2 separate regions of the Mus musculus genome follow, and region 2 is linked to region 1. The links are chromatin contacts, called in public ChIA-PET maps. All regions are on one chromosome and are shown on one strand. The core of a region is the stretch at or near the end of the contact, and the rest is flanking DNA. Distances in the headings are between cores, read along the strand shown. Region 1 has its middle 68 kb from the start of Gm28497. Region 2 has its middle 27 kb from the start of Gm29822.

Region 1 (4,385 bases), core at 537-3,036:
ATACACACATATACACACATACACACATATACACACACACACACACACATACACACACACACAGAAAGAGAAGGAGAGAGAGAGAGAGAATGAGGGGGAGAGAGAGAGAGAGAGAGAGAGAGAGAGAGAGAGAGGTAAATCTACAAAGTTGCAACCAAATAGGCAATGTCCCTAGAAAAAGATCATTTTTTTTTCTCCATCAGGACAGGAAAGGCTCTGTGAATAAATTGTATTATGTGATTAATACTGAAGGAAGTTCAGAAAGGAATGAGTTTGAGAGTGTGCCTCACAGGTAGGTCATGGGAAGCCAAGGAGAAATGGAGCAAGCCTGCGAACAACAATAAGAACACTGACAGATGACTTCAAACTTAATTTAGGCACTTAGAGGATTTTCAGAAAAGATTTACACGGGCGTGGGGATAGAAACTAGTTAGTGTTTAGATAAAGATCCCTGTAAAGAAGTAGGTTTCGTATGTGAATGTTGAGGCTGGTAGCTAAGGCCAAAGACAAGAGCCCCGCTAAGGACTGTCAACACAGCGTGGAGGAACGAGGTGTGGCAATCACAGTAAAGCCTGGCATTGTTGGGGACTGTGATGCTGGAGCTCACATACCTTTTATTTCCTAGAAACAGGAAAATCAGATGCTAGGGAAGGAAAAGCTGATTCCAATCAACCCTAAATCAAACGATGTGTTCTCTTCTTTCTTCCTAGCCCTGCATCTCTGAAAGTGGATTTTAAAAATGACCTTTTTTTTAAAATCTTTTTTGTTGTTGTTGTTTTCGAGACAGAGTTTCTCTGTGTAGCCCTGGCTGTCCTGGAACTCACTCTGTAGACCAGGCTGCCCTCGAACTCAGAGATCCACCTGCCTCTGCCTCCCAAGTGCTGGGATTAAAGGCCTGTGCCACACTGACAGTGTTAAACAGCTGTAGGAATTTCTTCAAAAAGTGACTCTGATCATATTTCTGTAGAGGAAAAGAAAAGAATGTGCATATGGATATTGTGCTAAGATAATGAAGCAATGGTGTGTCTTAGCAGTCTTCAAGAGATGCTTTATAGAATTTGGCTACATAATCTCCTTTAGTGACAACTAGACTAAAATTTCAACTGTAGAGGTATATTTCTATTTCAAAAATTTCCAAGTAGGTGTTCCGAGTTCCAGCAATAATTGATACTTTTTTTTGGGGGGGGGATCTTCACCAGTTGCTGAGTTACTGAATTTTCCTGAAATTGTAAGGTAATGTAAGGAATGTAAAATTAATCTAATCTAAGTTAGCTTCATAGCATGGGTTCTAGCCTACCTCTCCATCACTTCATATACTAAAACTGTCAGAACTTCAGGGTTGGAATTTGTCATTGCATGAATTTCTGTCATGTCTCCAATGTAATCTTTCCAATTTTAGACACAGAAGAGATGTCCTACAAACATCTAATCATTTTAATAAGAAAATGTGTTTTCAGTCTCTTTCCTAACCACCTCTTAATTAGTTATGTTTGCTAAAACACAAGATGAGGGGATACTTTAGCATCTGTCAATTAAAGCACAGAACAATTAAACATTGAGTTTAACAGGGCAGGAGGCTGCTGGGAGCGGCCAATGGGAGCAAGTGATTAATTCTGAAATAATGAAAGCACGAAGCAGCAGTCGTCAGTTTCAGGCTTGCAAGGAAATGATGACTGTGAAATTTGTGACACTTGACTTAAAAATCAATGCTCTTGGAAGGTGATATAATAGCTGTAAGCCAGTGGGTGGGTGTGTGTGCAGGGGGAATCAACGTTGACATAGTGAAACTGCTTAGAAACGAGTGGGCAGGGTAATGGCTATGCTGAAGAGCAGCTAATGGAACTAATGAGGCATATCGTGATGGAGGCAAAGAGCTCCTGTCTTCTGAAGCAACTCCGTTCATTTAGCTGACTAATTTGCTTACTCATCTTTTCTTAATCTCTTAGGGAGCCCTTGGTGGTCTGCTACTCTATAATACTTCTCAGAATTGGCCACATAATATTGAGTAGACCAGCACAGTTAGAGGAAGTTTAAAAAGAAGACCTTCATTTCCTCTAATAAAGGGATGATCGCCCAATACCAAAACAAGCCCTGAAGTCATTCTCTCAGAGAGAAAATGAAAGTTCAAGGTGCCCCGCTATTATTTTTTCCAGAGATATCAGGGAAATGGTTTGCACTTGGAGACAAGAGAGTTTCTGTATTTGAAATCTAAAAAGTCTGTGCCTTTGCTGTATTTTCATATGTAAGTCATTCCTAAATCTTGTTGGGCGTGTAAGGACACCTGTCAATGGTTTCCTTTACAGTCTTTTGACTTATAAAAAATAGGACACAAGACAGCCTCCAAAGATCTTCAGACCATGCCAAGCCAGCTCCTTAAAGCTGCACTAGAGCTTGTTCTTGGAAAGCTGGCTTAACTCGGCTGTATAAAAGGTACCTCTTTTAGTGAGTTAAAAGGTTCCAAAAGATAGAGGGTGTTTTTAATCTTGACTTAAACTGACAACTTATCCTACTTAAGCAAGTAAATGTGAATTTCCTCCCACAGCTCTGTGATCATTAGATCATAATTAGGGTACTAAATATGGAATCGCCCAGTAGATAAGTGGAAACATCATAGTACCAAAACCGAGAGAGAATGGTTTTGTTACTCCGTAGGAGCCAGTCAGCAGCAAATTGTTCAGATTTCGAAGAAGATGCTATAGGTAGTTAGTATATATTCAGGAGCTGGGAAGAAAAGAAAAGATGAAGATATGAACAAACTTTAACATACCGGGTGAAGAAGAAAAAAAATCAAAAATATTTCTTAATACAAAGAATATTTATGATTCTAAGAAAATGTTCACAAAATATCTTGAAGTAGGCCTCTCATACAAATTTTCACATGTGGATAATTTCTGCAGGGAAGTACTCTGTAATGCTAGGAGAACTGGGAGCCACAGTTCATCAGAAAGTCATGTAAGTGAGTCAAAACATCACGTGAAGAAGAAAACCCAGGAAGAAGGCTTTGTGATGTCCAAAGCCCACACTTTCCCCTGAGGATGAAGAATTGTGGTATGGTCAGACACCAGGAGTGATATGGAGATTAAAAAAAAAAAGACTTCCCACTCATGAAGAATCAATGTGCTTGCCTTCTCCTTTAAAACATTCTCAAAATGAGGATATTCACCTATTCAGTTTGCTTGTATCCTTTCTGGTGCACCTGCCATTCTGTTTGTAGTTTGTTTCTAGATATGCCCCTTCCACCCTTAAATGCATCTTATCTGATAGCAGTCTGGAGCAGGTCTGGACATGTTACGTGTTTTCTGTTTGTTTCTGAGCCCCACCCAATGTGTACGTTTTCCCATCACTCCAGTTTTTACAAAAGATAATTTAGGTCAGCACCATACCACCCTGGTTTTGTAAAAGTCACATCAAGTTATAATGTATGCATTTTGTGGAGAAGACCCTGACACTGCCCTTCGTCTGAGGTGTTTGTCCTCACACATATGATATTAAAATGCACAAAACTCTGTTTCTTTGTTGTACAGCCCTACCCTATGAGCAGACCAATTGGCATCTTCATAAGACCAGCTCTGTCTGCTTGCAAAAGATTGTCAGGGATGGGCTTTTTAATTGTTAACCATTCCATCAGAGAAGGGGTATCCGCCACTCATCTCTGTCATTTGTATGTCATTCTACCATAACTGCATGTGGCCTGCAGGGTCTCAGGGAGACACTGGTGTATGTAGGCTGAACAAGACTCTGGCATGTTGGTTACAATTCAAAATATTAGAAATGTGTGTGTGTGTAAGTAAAATTGATTGTTAATTAGTTGTGTTAGATAGTCCAATCTTATCTAACTTTTTACATGAACACAGCTAATTAAACTATTCCCCATTAAAGCCATATGTATGCATTATCTCAGTGATTCCCCATGTATGTGGTATTAGTTCATAATTTTGCCAATACATTAATAATACATTTTGCTTTTGAGTAAAGCCCAAAAAAGCCCTGTGAACCATAATAAATTTGTTCATCTAATAACTAGATTTTTTTTCAGAAAAATACTAGTGACCTTGAGATCCATGAGATATTTTTAAACTCTGGCTGACGTGGCATACCAGTTTTTCTAAACACAGCTGCTGGTGAGTCTGTAGATGTCATCCTGGGGAATCAGAAACAAGATCAGACAGATATTTAACCAAATTGGTGTAGTGGGTCAAACTCAATTGATGTCGTTTTCGAGAACTAATATAATGCAAGAGAGAAACGGCCTTATGTGGGTCTAAATACTAAAGGCTAAATCTTATGCTACAGAGAAATGTATCAAGGTTATAGAAAGTGCTTAGAATTACAGTTTGTTAGAAACAAAAAAAAAAGTGGGGGTAGATCATCAGATACCTGAACAT
Region 2 (4,385 bases), core at 579-3,078, 260 kb after region 1:
TTGTTATATAAGCCTACATCAAATTCTAAATATGAAGATGTTACAGTAAGCTATTAGAATTCTGAACTGCCCAGAAGAGTACACCACATTTGATTAAGGTGTGAAGCATAGTCCAATAAGGAACTGCATCTGTGACACATCTGGTTGTACCTTACTGCCAGCAACTGATCTCTGCCAATTTCAAGATGCATGGAGAAGGAACAAAGAATAGTGTAAGAGGAATTAAATAGAAAAAGAGTAAGAATCGTTACCTGTCTAAGCATTACTTTTAAAAACTGACCTGAGTGAAGACTAGGCAGAAGCCCAGTTCACTCCTACACAAGGTGTTCATCTCTGCACACCTTGGCTCCTTCCAGAGGCTTCCTTCTTACAATTTCTGTCTCCTTACTGGAAAATTGTTCTGGAGTGTCTATAACCCACCTGGTTCCACTTTGTAAGAAGGATCACAAGGACTAATACCCTTCATGGTCAACTTCTACCAAACCACTGACAGAGTAGAGGATTTACATATGTCCCCAACATTGCCTAGCAGAATAGACCTACTGTCAGTTCTGTTCTTTGGGATAGAGCCAAAGTTACCCTCAAAGCGACTACGGTTGCTCATAGATGGTTGTGCCACCGTCCCCTTGCTTTCCCTGTCCTGCAATGGACTTCTGTAAGCCACACTTACTTGAGTTCGCATCTTTCTGGGGACTCCAACTTACGACTGAGAGATATTAATAATTTTTACATTATCCTCAGAAAACAGTAGGCAGAAATGGAGAAAGTGTCTAGCATCCTCTTCCAGCTTCTTAAATTTAAGCTTATTATGCTGACCTACCTGTCTCAGACGTGCTTAGAAAGAAAATGGACTCTCTTTTGGATAGCAGGTTCATTTTGGAAGTTTGTAATGTGAGTCTGGACGTCAGGAGAGAGGTCAGACCCAGGGATGTATTGAATTAAAATAAGCAGGGTTGTAAACTTATATGAATTATACTGTATGAATTATGCTGATTTACTTTTCTATGAACTACTGGCCATTCTCACCTAATTTTAAGATTCAATACAGCTGTAAGTTTCATTAAATGTTTATGATCCTATTAAGGGGTATATTTTTAGCTTTAATAAAAGGAAGTTGATAAAGCTTCATTATCTGTCGTTTGAGAGGAAGAATAAAAAAAAAATTCTAAGATCTAGAAAGTGAGTCTATAATATGTCATTGTAAATCTTCTATTCCCCAAGCCTTTGTCTGTCTCTGACATCAAAGATAAATGACTATCACTGGAATTAATATCTCTTAAATATATCATGATTCTTCAACATTATTACCAAAAGGCTGTTATGAAAACTTCACTAAAATAGAATTTGATTTTCTTTCTATGAACTGTAAGGGTGACTGATATTGCAGTGCCTGTACTGGCAATGTCTTCTATAGTAACTCGGCGGGCTTTCTTAAAGGGCTAAAATTACTTCAAGTGTGGAAAGGAAAATTACAAAATTTAGTGACAAAATTATTCTAGCTCTCTTTCTTTTTATTTTTTCAGTTTGAAGACCACAGTCATTTAAATCACTTTACTAACCAAGGTTAGTGTCACTTTAGGCTCTGAATCTTTGCTTTCAAAAGACAGAAGCAAAGGTTGCAAAATAATACAACTCAATTGGCACAAGGGGAGCTTAAGAAACAACCTCAGGCTCTTTGAATTACTCATTTCTCCTACCGGCGGCAGAAGATAATTTTACTGCGAGTCCGTTGCATTACCGTGAATAACAAGCATAATTCCTCTAGAACTGCGCGTCTATGCAGAGGCCCCCTTTGCAGTTGCTATGGAGCTCCTCCCTATGGCTGACTTTACCAAGGCTCGCTCACTTTGGGTTAGAAGGAAGTGCGTCTGAAAGATGTCAGGAGACTGCCTGTGTGGTCTGGAACCGGACAAGAAAATGAAACCAAATACCCAAAGCCTCAGTTACTGGTGAAGACTCTACCCTACGCATGCTAATGAGGATGGCGCTAGAAAAGAAATATTGCTTCCGATGTAAAAAGATAAAACTTCTGGAAGGGTGCGATTTTTAATTTCAAATTTAGATGATGAGTTGGAGGCATTCCAGCTCTAAACAATGCTGACCAGTCTTCTGTCTGAGGTATCTGATCCTTTCTTTTAGAAATTATGCCATCAGAGGCAAAACTGCAAGATAATTCTAGGACAGGGACTTATCCTATGTGCCTGAAACATTTGGGCATTTTAAAAAATGCTTTTGTTACTGTTTCCCATTACTAAGGGCTTGTCTTTAGGCCATGAGCACAACTCATGGAAGACAACAGTCACAAGCTGCTGAAAATACAAATAGAATGTCCTGCGAGCTGGTGGCCTCTACCCTGCATTCATGTTAAGCGCACGTTCACGTTTTTTCCACGTCCTCTATTAATGTTTTAGTACATGTGTGTTGGGAACTGACCTCCAGTCCTTTCTTGTGTGCCAAGGACCCATTGATCCATCTCCAAAGTCTTCTATTTATTCTAGAATTGGTCTCATTTCTATTTTTTTGCAATGGAGGTAAGGCATGAGTGAATATGAAAATAGAACACAAATCATAAAAGATGAGAAACAATGGACACCGTCTCCGTTTCACAGGTCTGTGTTTGTGGCAGGTATTTAAAATGCACATTAACAGAGCATACACACTCCAATTTGTGATCCCGGCTCCTCCTCCCTGCTTTCTGACAATGTCTGTGCAGCCACACCAATTATAATGACACTCCTTGTAATTTTATTTGAAAATTAACATATTCACTTTCTGAAATGTACCTGTGCTTGTATTTAAAGCCAGACATGTTAACTGTACGTGGTTCATGTCCCCCACCTCTTCCTCAAGAGGGTGAGCCCCCATTGAGGCAGTAGCAATCTGTCATCACAGCATATTAAGATGCTTCTGTGGAGTAAACTCTTGTTAGGAAGGTGGTTTATTATTTTTAAAAGGTCGAAGAACAGACAAGAAACTGACCCTTTTGTCTGAGATCATCAGTTTTTCATGATATGAGTGTCCCTCCATTCTACCAGCTCCTGTCCGCAAATACATAATCTCACAATTGAAGCTTATAATGCACAATAGAAATTTCTTTCCACGTTCTCTTTGAGTTCTGATTTTAATATGAATAACAGATGTAGGAGAGGATATGGGTTTGGTTATAATTACAGCTATCACACATTTCAAATGCTGTAGATTTTCCAGAATTTTAAATTCTGGAAAATAGATTTCTCTATCTTCCAGGACTTCTAGTTTACCCTACTCATGCTGATTTTTATCAACAAACTCTAGGTTTTGAAAACATTTTCTTTATAGTACTTGGGACTTTCATTAAGCCCATGATTTGACTTGAAACAGTGCACGTTTTATCCAGGGTAATTAGCAAAATAGCATTGAGGTAAATTAGCAAAATAAGGGACCACAGAAGGCTGCTGTATGCCTTTATCAAAGACAGTGTTACCAGGATGAGAGGGATGTATCATCACTGTAAGGAGTGAGAAAGGAAAACTAAAGGAGCCATGTGCTTCTCCTTCTACACAGACACGTATCTACAGTTGAGAACAATTTTAGAACCTGTGCACTGTTGATCTTATTGTCTTTCTGCCCAAAAAGAGAAAGAAGAAAGTTTTATTCATCAGAAATTCTGTGTTTTGTATATGCTACTGTCACATGTGTTTGCCAGAATGTGTTGCCTAATTAAAAGATATTTTCCTGCCACATGTCTTGCCTTTTATCAATTCTGTACCTAAATGTGTGCATCCATGTGTGTGTGTGTGTGTGTGTGTGTGTGTGTGTGTGTGTGTGTGCCCGCATACACATTATTTGGGGTATATGTGTTATATGTGTGATGGTGTATGCTGTGTGTGTATGTGATGTGAACATGTGTGTATGCAGGTTTTGGTGCATGTGTGTGTGTGATATGTTTGTGTGTGTTTGCACCTGTGTGATGTATCTGTGTACATGTGTGATGCACATATGAGTGTTCATGAGATGTGTGTATGTGACACAAGTGTGTGTGTATGTGTGTGTACTTGAAACAGCTACATCCTAGAAGCACAAACTGTTAAAAGAGGTATATTTAAATTTACTAAATATTAAACTCACGAAAATAATGGTCAGAAAGTGCTGAAGTTAATGTAAGTAATCTTGAAGAGTTTTGATCGAAACCACTGATCGTCTACAAAAGCATTACTAAAAATAATCTTAACTAGCTGGCCGTTCGGTGTATGTAGGACATTTCTCCTATGAGAGATTAAAGGAGGCACTGAATTCAATGAATTCCAAAGTCATTTCCCACCTTGACCTTAGAAGCGCTCCTTCTCTCAATGTTTCCAGTTAGACAAGCAATAAGGATAAAGGGACACGCTCCTCTGCTTCTTCTC

The links. ChIA-PET counts read pairs in DNA pulled down with a chosen protein or histone mark.
Region 2: an RNA polymerase II ChIA-PET map of memory CD8 T cells shows a contact between it and region 1, with 16 read pairs. The contact joins two enhancer-like sites. A contact is called at or near these places in 3 of 484 Hi-C or Micro-C datasets (the G1E-ER4 cell line and the HPC-7 cell line) and 1 of 115 datasets of contacts at active chromatin or transcription factors (memory CD8 T cells).

The regions. Positions count from the first base shown.
Region 1 is chr1:69,497,320-69,501,704 of GRCm38.p6, forward strand. No RefSeq gene overlaps it. Among named protein-coding and RNA genes, the nearest start is that of Gm28497, 68 kb to the left of the region's middle. Within about 2 kb of position 1,787, at least 36 of the 459 cell types and tissues checked have an H3K27ac peak or open chromatin away from gene starts, as enhancers often do. A contact at or near this core is called in memory CD8 T cells, where this site is marked.
Region 2 is chr1:69,757,908-69,762,292 of GRCm38.p6, forward strand. No RefSeq gene overlaps it. Among named protein-coding and RNA genes, the nearest start is that of Gm29822, 27 kb to the right of the region's middle. Within about 2 kb of position 1,829, at least 61 of the 459 cell types and tissues checked have an H3K27ac peak or open chromatin away from gene starts, as enhancers often do. A contact at or near this core is called in memory CD8 T cells, where this site is marked.